3 separate regions of the Sus scrofa genome follow, and all the other regions are linked to region 3. Evidence: chromatin contacts called from public Hi-C data. All regions are on one chromosome and are shown on one strand. Each heading gives the region's core, a stretch centred on a gene start, on an enhancer-like site or on the middle of the called end of the contact. The rest is flanking DNA. Distances are from core to core; before and after follow the strand shown.

Evidence for each region. A called contact is a pair of places that touch in the nucleus more often than the background predicts.
Region 1: a contact with region 3 is called in a Hi-C map of liver, with 2.8 times the contacts expected there. The contact joins the promoter of NAGK here to the promoter of PAIP2B in region 3. A contact is called at or near these places in 3 of 47 Hi-C or Micro-C datasets (alveolar macrophages, heart right ventricle and liver).
Region 2: a contact with region 3 is called in a Hi-C map of fetal heart ventricle, with 2.3 times the contacts expected there. The contact joins the enhancer-like site here to the promoter of PAIP2B in region 3. A contact is called at or near these places in 6 of 47 Hi-C or Micro-C datasets (embryonic fibroblasts, epiblast stem cells, fetal heart ventricle and 3 more) and 1 of 2 datasets of contacts at active chromatin or transcription factors (skeletal muscle).

What each region holds. Positions count from the first base shown.
Region 1 is chr3:71,511,052-71,514,409 of Sscrofa11.1, forward strand. It overlaps NAGK (N-acetyl-D-glucosamine kinase), which reads right to left and starts at 1,938. Exons shown (of 12, transcript XR_002342578.1): 1 at 1,843-1,938; 2 at 655-754; 3 at 1-58.
Region 2 is chr3:71,405,785-71,409,682 of Sscrofa11.1, forward strand. The region is part of intron 1 of ZNF638 (zinc finger protein 638); the gene reads right to left. Among named protein-coding and RNA genes, the nearest start is that of ZNF638, 17 kb to the right of the region's middle. Within about 2 kb of position 1,652, at least 4 of the 83 cell types and tissues checked have an H3K27ac peak or open chromatin away from gene starts, as enhancers often do. A contact at or near this core is called in skeletal muscle, where this site is marked.
Region 3 is chr3:71,450,573-71,454,286 of Sscrofa11.1, forward strand. It overlaps PAIP2B (polyadenylate-binding protein-interacting protein 2B), which reads left to right and starts at 2,181. Exons shown (of 4, transcript XM_013996061.2): 1 at 2,181-2,381.

The sequences.
Region 1 (3,358 bases), core at 688-3,187, 60 kb after region 3:
TTCTGCCAGGATCTGCCCATCCTCTGAGAGTAAAAGGACCTTGGACCGTGTGCCTCCCCTACAGAACACAAGGGGGCACTCAGTCTTGCTTGGAAAAACCTGCAGATACAGCTCAGCTTGTGTAGTCCTTGTCATAGGCAGAGCCCAGGGTGACGGAGACAGCTTCAGCAAACCAGATCACCATCCCAAACCTTCCTCTGTGGTCGGGTGTTTGCTGTGCTCTTGGCCTTCCAAAATGTAGTTTCCATTCAGCTTCCCTTAGGGGTGTCTCACTTACCCTGCAAGACCCTATCCACCACCTAGTCCTTGAAAGCCACCACCAGAGCTCCATTAGTTCAGCTCCGTCAGTGCCCCCACGGACTCCTCCATATTAAAAGTGTGTTAAGCTGTTTTTCTATCTGCCTCTCCCTAGACTATGGACTTCATCGGGTCAAGCTCTGGATCACTCATTTACCCTCATGCCTGGTACAGGCAACACTCAGTAAATGTGACTAAAAAGAATGGCAAGCCTCTCCACTTCTCTCACAATAGCTAGAAGCTGCCTTGAGCAGTTCCAGTTGCGGAGGTCAAGACATCCTTGTGAGAAATGCTGACCAGCTGGCAGGGAGAGTGTTAATACCTGCTTAAGCTACTAAACAGTCAAATGCTTATCACCTGGGGAAATGGTAGCTTGGAGCGAGGTCTGTGGTGTTGTGATGAGTGCTTCTTCACTGATCAGCATTTTCAGGAATATCAGAAAGAGGTCACTGAAGACCTGCTGATCAAACTCAAAGATGACAAGTTTCACAAGATAGGTAATACATGAGGTTAACTGTCCCAAAGAATCTCTTGACAAACCAGAAAAATGGGTCATATCTTACCCATGAATGTAACTGGGGTGAATGCAAATGCAAATTTCTGTACTTAAGTTTTTTTTTTTTTTTATAGTAGATAACAGGGCAGGGGAAATCAATCATAACAATGTAGGTGAAAAAAAGACGTTGGGGTTCATCGATCAGTAGTGAAAAAAGACTTTCATAGAACTAATCCAATCTCAGATTCAAAAGTGCGTGCCCTGGCTGCGACAACAGTCACCCAGATCTGACACACCCAGATTCAGAGAATGTTGTCACTGGGGGGAACCTGGCGATCATTCCGTTCCCCCCTCTTCTCACTCCACACGTGTGTAACTGAAGCCCAGACATGGCAAAAGTCTTGCCCATAGTCATATCGAAGGGAAGAGCTATTATAAAAAGTCCAGTAGCCAAGCTTCCGAACAGAAAATAAGCAATAACAGAAAGTAAGATGTAGTGTGAGGAGCCTGGAGGGCCGACAAGAATGGAGGGCGTCAGAACTGGCTACCACTCCGAACTGCCCCAGCTTCAGATCCCAGATACCCTCCAGCAAAGATCTTTGTCCCGAATTCCACCACACTGACACTCCCCACCCCAGCAACTTCACACCTGACACCTGTTCTGCAAAACTCTCTCCCGGAAGCTGGAACGGAAAGGGGGAGCTTCCCTAGAGTGGCTGGGTAAACTGGGTCTTTAGTGGGAGAAAGGGGCGTGGTTCTGCCGCAAAACACAAAGGACACCCCTCCGGGTGTGGCCATGGCACACACACACACAGTGTCTGCAAAACACACGACCGCACGCGCAAGGGCACCGCGGCGCGCGCACACACTCCTCCTTCACAAGGCCCCGCAGCCCAAGAGCCTAAAGTGGCCGGACCCTGACTGAGGTGGGAAACCACCAGCCTGCCGGACTGGCTACAGTCTTCCTTCCGCCCGCCCTCGGGACAGGGAGTAGCCCAGACCGCCTCCAGGCCAGCCGTTCCGGCCTCCCTCCTCCGGACCGCACTCACCCCTCCACACCCCCGTAGAGCGCGGCCATACTGCTGCTACCGCCGCCGCTGGTCCCGCCGTTTGCTTCCCTCCCGCTGGCGCTCCCCTCCCTACTGCCGCTCGGCACCGCCCCGAGTCACGTGAACGCCTGCGCTGTCCAGCTGACCCCAGTGCGCAAGCGCGGGGCGTGGCGTCGTGGCCCACCCCCTGCCGCCACGCCCCACCCCCTGCCGCCACCCCACCCCCTGCTCAAGGGTTGTGGCTCGGGAAAGTGACTCAGGCTGGCTGAGGGCGGTCCTCAGCGGCTCCTCCGGACCACCTTCCCACCTCCTGGGCCCTGCTTCTGGAGTTGGACGTGGGATCCCAAGCCGAAGAGCCAGAAAATGGTATTGGGGTCCGACCCGCTAGGTATGTCACTGCCCCGCCCACCCCTGGCTGCCCGGAAGTTGCTGGCCACCCCTCCTCGCGCGTGCGCAGTGCTTGTGAGCCACGTAGACTGTGGATGAGACCTTGACGCAGGACCAAAACAAGACCTCCACCCGGGTGTGGGGTCAGGAAGACGCTTACGCAAGCCAGGAGACCCCTGGGACTGTTAAAAAAAATTATTGCACTTTTCAATCCAACACCTGCGCAGCGATGACAAAGTCACACGTGCATACCCGAGCATCTATGCAGACTTCATGGTGCTCTCTTGTGAATATGCGTAACCAGGAGTAACTAGAAGTGGGATGGGAAAGGAGACCACTTGAGGAGGCTGTGCTTGTAAGCCCAGAGTAGGGAGCGTTCAGCTTTTACTACGTTACAAAGAAAATTCCGTTCTCTGTGGAGGATATTTGCAGGCTGTAGACTGCTGAACCAAGTAGCAGATTCAGTGTGTGAAATAAAAATTCACATTTTTTGGTAAGACAAAAATTTAAACATAAAAATTTTTGTCTGAAAAAAAATTTTTTTGTCTGCCCTTTGGCATTACGCAATCATGCATTACGCAACGGCCAAACCTTCCCATCAGAAGAAATACTTCCTGAACCATAAAGAGCAACAGTCTCCTAGCATCTGTGAGACAGCTCCTAAAAGATAACATTCTTTCTTGATTAGAGGGTCACATAGCACTTAGATCTGGATTATGTAAACTTAATGATACATTATTTAATGTTCAGCCTCAAAAAGCTTATATATAGCTATCCCTTGACCTCTAGTGAACAGAGCTTTCTGAGATGCTCTTCTCGGGTTATAATCCTCAAATTTAGCTCAAATAAAAGTTTCCATTTCTTTTTTAGAGCGACTCATTTTTAGTCCACAGGTTTTACAAGCTTTTGTTGCCCTCCAGGCGCCACTGCACTCTCTTTCTCTTACACAGAGGCCCGACTGGGAAAGGGAGTGTGAAGGGGAAAAATAGTAGCCCTGCCTGGGAGTCAAGGTGGGGCTCCTGCAGGCCTCTGAAAGCAACTCCGATCGTTGTGGGCCTGTGAAGGGCAGCAGCTTGAGCTAGGAGGGCAATCACTGCCTCTGGCCTCTCTTCAGGAACATCAGCCTAGT
Region 2 (3,898 bases), core at 402-2,901, 45 kb before region 3:
CATCTTTAAGGAATAAAAACCCGTCTAGGGCAATAGAGAAGGGGGGCTCTTCTTCCTCCTTCCAGCAGCCCTGGGAGCTATTTGCTTTCCTTTAATAAAGACTTTGCTTGCTTGCTGTCTGTGTGTTTTGGGCGTTCATTCTTCGACTGCCGTGAACAGAACCCGGTTTCCGGTATCATCTTTCTGGTATCAATGGTGCCTAAGCCTCCGGGTTCCTTCTACCTTGCTGTTTACATTCTCTTTTTGTCTGCCTAGTTGAAGTTAGCTCACTGCACAATTCTGCCCACATGGCGGAAGAAAGAGAGGGAGACAGCAAACCCAGCCAGTGAAAGCATGCATTCTCAGCAAGGACATATTACCCCCAAGAGGCAAAAGCTGGTTCACGTGAGGTGGAAGGGGAAAAAAAATGTAGTCTTTTTACAGATAAAGGACAGATATTTAAACACAACGCATAAACAGGTATACAATAATACATCTGTAGTATTAAATTTTCACGGGGGCAATTAGGAAAGAAGCCTCCTTATGTCTTTTTTTTTTTTTTTCCAGGGCTGCACTCGTGGTTTTTGGAGGTTCCCAGGCTAGGGGTCAAGCCGGAGCTATAGCAGCCGGCCTGCACCAGAGCCATAGCAATGTCAGATCTGAGCCACATCTTTGACCTACACCACAGCTCGTGGCAATGCTGGATCCTTAACCCACTAAGCAGGGCCAGGGATGGAACCTGCATCCTCATGGATACTAGTCAGATTTGCTTCCCCTGAGCCATGACGGGAACTCCTAAAGAGCCTCCTTACGGAAATGATAATGAACAAAAGATTGAGAGACTATATTTTTGTGTTTTTTTTCTATGGCCACACCCGAGAAATATGGAAGTTCCTGGGCCAGAGACAGAATTCAAGCCACCGATGAGACCCAAGCCATAGCAACACTAGATCCTTAACCCACTGTGCCAGAAATGGGGATCGAACCCATGCCTCTGCAGCAGCAACCCAAGTCACTATAGTTGGATTCTTAATCCATAGCACCACAGCAGGAACTCCAAGAAACTATGTTTTAAAGGCAGGTACCAGAAGTTGCATCTATCTCTTCTACTCCCAAGAACTTAGTCACAGAGAGATAAAGCTAGATGTCAGGGAAGAAAGGAAATACTCTTTGGCTGGGTGGCCGCTGGCCCAGAGTAAACTTGGTTTCTTCCCACATGAGCCTATTCATAGTACTGCTTAATTGTCCCACAATCTAACAGTTGTTTGCACTCAGCAAGCAAGCCACAAGACCACAATGGAAGCAGCAATGTCTTATGAACAAGTTTTGGAATCCATGCACTGCCACTTCCATCACCATCTATGAAGGTATAGACCAATCCCAATACAGTGCTGAGAGAAGCTCACAGGCTGAGAATACCAGGAGACTAGGTTGGGGATCACCTAGAAGATTAGCTTTTTACTTGGAAGTATAATCGCAGGTTCTCATATTTATTTCTCATAAATGGGAAGAGCATTCTGGTTCAATTCTAGTTGTCCTTCAAGGCACTGACAAGTTGTTAACTCCCTAGCCAGATTTCATCGCTTCCTCCTTTGTGATTTTACAATACACTATTCCCACCTCTGTGCAGTACCTATCTCACTGTCTAATGGTTCACTATGTACAAAGGCTGTCTCACCAGTGAAAATACAGGACTGAGGCTTACTAAGTTTGCTGCCCTCCAAGCTCCAGACAGTGTTGAACACAGAAGAAAAAAAAAAAAAATGCCAGTCACTCTCATTGATCAGTAGGGAAACCAATTGGGACCAAAGTGAAAAGTCTTCTAAAGAATACCTTTAGTTCATCACTAATTTGTCTTACAAACCTAAGCAACTTGCTTAAAACAAGCAAGTAATCTAGCAAACAAAACAAACCCAGAATACGAATTTACTCATTTCGATGGTAGATGTAACTTCTCTGTCATCCAGAATTTTCGTATAAATCGTTTTACCTGGGCAGGCAAATTAAAATCAAAACTTTGCTGGATGAGTTTTGTAAGCTGCATTCTTTGTTTCAGAGGAAAGCTATGCTGCATTTAAATCACACCCTCCCAGATGATCTAATTCCAGCCTTCGCCCAGGAGTTATTTTAGTATCTTAGTTTCTACGGAAAACTGATAGTGATGCAAAACATCCCTTGCCTCCAGGCATGTAAATTCCATCTGGGGGAGGTTCAATTGACTTCCCTCTACTGGAGAAGAAGCCAGTTCTGCCATCTTCTGTACCTTTATCATAATATGTATCTGTAGATGGATCTATTCTTCTGACTCTCCCTTTGAATTAAGTTATAACATCTTACTAGTTGCCTTATTTAATTAATGAGTCACATAAAATGTTTAACATTTGTTTGTTTTATATCTGTATGAAAATCATGATTTTACCTGTTTTTGAAAATTTTTCCTCCAACAGCATATATATCTAGGACAAGAGGATTGATTGGTAATCTTAACCTAGGTTTTGTTTGTTTGCTTTTCTTTTCATTTTTTGGCTGTCCCGTGGCATATGAAGTTCTGGGGTGATGCTCCACAGAGGCTAACTCCAAGTTTTGTTTTGTTTTGTTTTTTGTCTTTTTGCCTTTTCTTGAGCTGCTCCCACAGCACCTGGAGGTTCCCAGGCTGGGGGTCTAATCGGAGCTGTAGCTGCCGGCCTACGCCAGAGCCACAGCAATGCGGGATCCGAGCCGAGTCTGCAACCTACACCACAGCTCACGGCAACGCTGGATCGTTAACCCACTGAGCAAGGCCAGCGACCGAACTCGAAACCTCATGGTTCCTAGTCAGATTCGTTAACTACGGTGCCATGATGGGAACTCCCCTAACTCCAAATTTTTAAAAAGCAGACCCTTAGAATTACACAAACTTGGATTCAAATCCTGGTTCTTTGAGGCACTCAGGACCACTGCACTGCACTGCACCACACACCTCCAGTGGGAGCCATTCACATGGCAGATTTTGTAAAGGTGCTTCACTGCATAGTGCTTTGCACAGGTCTGCATTGCGTGCAGGGCAACGCCACCTCCACTTCATAAGCAATCTGAGCATGCAGGGGTGTGTGCACTAGTAAAGCCTGTCCTGCCCCCTCTGCCTTGGTGATGATGAAATGTTTTATGAACCAATAAGATATATATGTGCTTAGCTATGATGATGTGAGCAAAGAGCATGGGGGTAGAAAAGGATAAAAGCAAGAGACAAGAGCAGCTTCTAAATGTTAATGGCTTTGTTCACCACAGTTCAACAGAACTTTTTGCAATGATGGAAATGTTCTCCATCTGTGCTGCCCTACCCAGTAACCACAACCCACATGTGGTTACTGAACCACTGAAATGTTGGTGGCATGACTGAGAAACAGAATTTTTAAATTTTATTTTAATTAGCTTATATTTAAATAGCTACATGTGGCTAGTGGCTACCATACCTGACGACACAGGTATAGACAACTAGTAAAAGGACAAATTGCTAGACTCAGAAAAATAGGAAACATAGGCTTCTCAAGCTTTTTGGTCCAAGTGAAATGGAGTTTTAACAAGAACAACCCCGCCTTGGCTAAGAAGGCAGCTACAAGCCTTTCCAGCTGTGCTCATCACTATGCCACCCTTCTTGTAATAATGTAACAACTGTGTGCCCTCTGTCCAAGCCAGCAGCCCTGCTAATCAGGTACCCAGCATTGCTTATCAGTTCCGCTTCTGTAACCTTGCTTGCTCAGTTTCTTGGGGAGGAACACTGTCTGCTTGGGGATGGGGGAGGTCCGGGATGCTTACATGGAAAAATCAAGACCTTGTAGTGTATAAAAGTTACTGGGAACAAAGACCTGGTGCTCAGACTCTGGAGGTGACTCCTCTGAGCCCTCACCGGTGCTGAATAAACCTTGCTTTTCCATATCTC
Region 3 (3,714 bases), core at 931-3,430:
GCTGAGCCATGATGGGAACTCCCTGAGCCATGTATTCTTGGGACCCCAAAAGATATCCAGGATGGCCTCTTGGGTGGCTTCAGCTGGTACAAGATCCAGCTGGTGTGTACAGTAATTACTTTAGCTGATCTAGTTTTCTCCCAGGAATGTCTCTGGATTGTGAAGAGAGAGAACAAAATAAATATCCTCTCTGGTTTGAAGTTTTGTCTGATTAAGTAATCTAAAGCGAACATGCAAGAAATGCTTAGTTTTTTCAGAGAAAAAAAAAAGCCTGTCTGCATGATAGCCTCCCCTTTACCCTCCATGGTTTCTTTTCCTAAGGTATCCTTCAGGTGCACCGTGCGAGAGGGGCTTACATGATATAGCTTTGGAAAACAGATCTTCAGGTTCACATAGTATCTTTGCACGATCAGAATTACTCTTTGATCATCAAAGGACACTATCAACAGAGAAAGGCAACCCACAGAAGGGAAGAAGGTATTTGCAAATCATATATCTGATAAAGGATTACTATTCAGATATACACAGAACTCATGCAATTCAAAAGCAAACAACAACAAAACCAACCTGATTTTAAAATGTGCAAAGGATTTGTATAGATATTTCTCCAGAGAAGATATACAAATGTCCAAAAAGCACATGAAAATGTGCTCAACATCACTAGTAATTGGAAAAATGTAAACCCAAACTATAATGAGATACCACTTCACATTCATTAGAATAGCTACTATTCAAAAAAAAAAAATCAGGAAATAGCAAGGGTTGGCAGGATGTGGAGAAATTGGGAAACTTGTTCACTAACAGTGAGAATGTAAAATGTTGTAGCCTCTGTAGAAAACAGTGGTTCCTCCAAAAATTAAACATAGAATTACCATATGACCCAACAATTCTTCTTCTGAGTATATACCTAAAAGAACTGAAGGAATGAAAGGATATAAACATATACAACCATAATAGCATTACTCACAATACTCAAACTCTATTGGCAGGTTAATGGATAAATAAAAGGTGGTACACAATTAAATATTCAGCTTTAAAAAGCAATGAAATTCTGATACATGCTATAGTGCTCTAACATGGGTGAACCTTGAAGATATTATATTTAGTGAAATGTCATACACAAAAGGACAAATATTGCATAACTCCACTTATATAAAGTATCTACAAGAGTCAAACTCATAGACTCAAAACATAGAATGGTGATTTCCAGGGGATGAGGGAAGAGGAGATGGGACGTTATTGTTTAATGGGTGCAGAATTTCAGTTTGGGATGATGAAATCATTCTGGAGGTAGAGAGTGGGGACGGTTGCACAATAATGTGAATATACTTAATGCCCCTGAAACGTGTAGTTAAAATATCTAAAACAGTAAAAATTTATGTTATGTGTATCTTACCACAGTAAAAATAAAAGAGATACGCTTCGAGGAGGGAGAACTCATTGTCACTGCTGTGGCTCAAGTTACAAAAAAAGAAAAAGGAGAAATTCCCATTTCCAGAAGAATAAAATTCAAAGTCCTTAGAAGCAACGATTGGACAACTTAAGTCCAAAGGGAAAGTAAGGTTTTATTTTTTAAAACACTCAAGAAGCAGGATTTGTCTCTAGAAATGTGGGAGTCCTTCTGCTTCCCTCCAGCCTTTCCAAGGAGCCCTACTCCCCAAATTTCCACAACAGAGGCTGCTTCAGTTTTAAGTCAGTTTTGCTCAAGGCACCTCCCTTGGTAATTGACAGCTGGGGAAATCCCACTGAGGTCCGCCCACAGGCCCCTCTTCGCTAGACTGAGTGGCGCAACCGGTGGGAGGAGCTGCTGGCTCAGCCAATGGAAGGAAACCGGAGCAAGAGCTTGTGTAAACAAACCCAGAGGTGCTGCGCCTTGGGCTCCTCCCCCACGTGGGGGCCAGAGGGATCCCTGGCCCAGGGCCGATCCTGGACTAGCGTAGCGTCTTTTCAGCCAATCAGAGCTCATGTCTCTCGCAAGGCGACGCTCCATCCCTAGGGAAAGAACCAAGGGAGCGAAAAGACAGACATTAATACCAATCGGAAGCTGGAACTTCTGAGGGAGGGGGCGGGAATTGCTTCACGTTTAGACCAATAAGAAGCACACGTGCCGTTCTAGGCGACTGAGCGGCATCCTCCTACGTCCAATAGACGAATGGGGCGGTGCCCAGCAACCAATGGCTTCGGTTCGGGGGCGGGGTGAGGAGCTAGTGTGGTGTAAGAGGTAACCTGGCGAGTGGCAGCAGCGCTCCTCGGGTCCTGTGGCTCACGCTTTGGTACTAGAGGCCGGACTGTTCTGGCGACCGCGACCTCTGCGGCAACGGCTGAAGTTCTCGGAGGAGTATCGGAGTACGGTCTGGAGGAGAGGCTTCTGGTCTGCCCAGGTGGGCTCGGTCGCCCGGGCTGCCGGGGAGGAAACCTGAGGGAAGCGCCGTTCTGTCGACTCTGGGGGTGCCCTGCGCCTCCTTTTCCGCCGCCGTCGGGATTGTGAGGGGCTGCGCGCGGCTTCCTGAGCTCCTGAGGGGAGGGTTAGCAGACAGGTCCCATGTCGCAGTCATCGGCGAGAAGGGGCGGTCGCTGGGATCAGCCCCTGTTCCTCGGGGGTGCTGGGCGGTCTTTAGTCCCTTTCTCCCCCAACAGGCGCACTAGTCTTCCACCCTCAACTTCCCTGAACCCTCTTAATCCCCTTCTAACGGACTAAAATCTCTGTCTTGCGAGTCCTCTTAACTGCCCCGGTGCTACACTGCTAAGCAAATTGGCTAGTACTGCCTCCTCGCGTCCTCTTCCCAGAGATAGGAAGGGGGAGGAGTCGCGCACGTTCGCCCCTCCCCCATTCAAGGCGCCCCCGGACCCCCCCCCCCGCATTATTTGCTTTTCTTAAACTCCTTCTGCTTCCTCTGCTACTCTAGTCCTCTTTCTTGACACCTAATTTGAGTTAGGAACCTTGGCCACTTCTCTTCCTTTCAGCCAGTAAGTCCTTTACTCCTTCCCACCCCCCTAAATTTCATTCTCACCTTTCATGGAAACTAACATTTTCCACTCGCCCCTTACAGGCAGCTGGAAGGTGAACGCGAGAGAGGAAGAATACACTGTACAGGGAACTTTGCAAGGTTGGGAACTTTTAATCGGTTTTGTTAATGGTAAACCATTCTTGCCTTTCTTAAAAAGGCATCTGATCATTATATCCTTGCCGGAATCTTTGTCCCATTACAGTTGTTTTGGTAATAATTTTTGAACATGCAGACGAGAAGGGTTATTGGCAGCAAGAAATTTTAAATGTTATTTTTAAGTAGATAGAATTGGATTATACTTGAAACAGCTTAACGGCGCTTCTAGAGTTTGCAGGGTAAGTAAGGACTTGACCATCCTACTTTGTCATAACATATAGGATACACATTAGCTGTATTGCACAATGTGATTTGATCTCACTCAGCCTGTGGATAATATAGCATTGACTCTGTTTAAAAACAGCATTGTTTATTCCCCTTTCACAATTTGTGTTCACCTTCATAGTTATCAGTTTGGATTTCAATAGTGTTGGTTCTATCCATATGTTTCTAGATAGAAGTACCAATTATGTTGTGCCTAAATAAAATATGCCAAGAATTTTATGAGGAAAAGGTAACTTATTGTACTCAGTTTTGATTGAGACTTTAGAGTTTTGAAAATATTAGTGTATTTGTTTGACAGTGAGGATTTTGTTGGTAGGGATGGAGG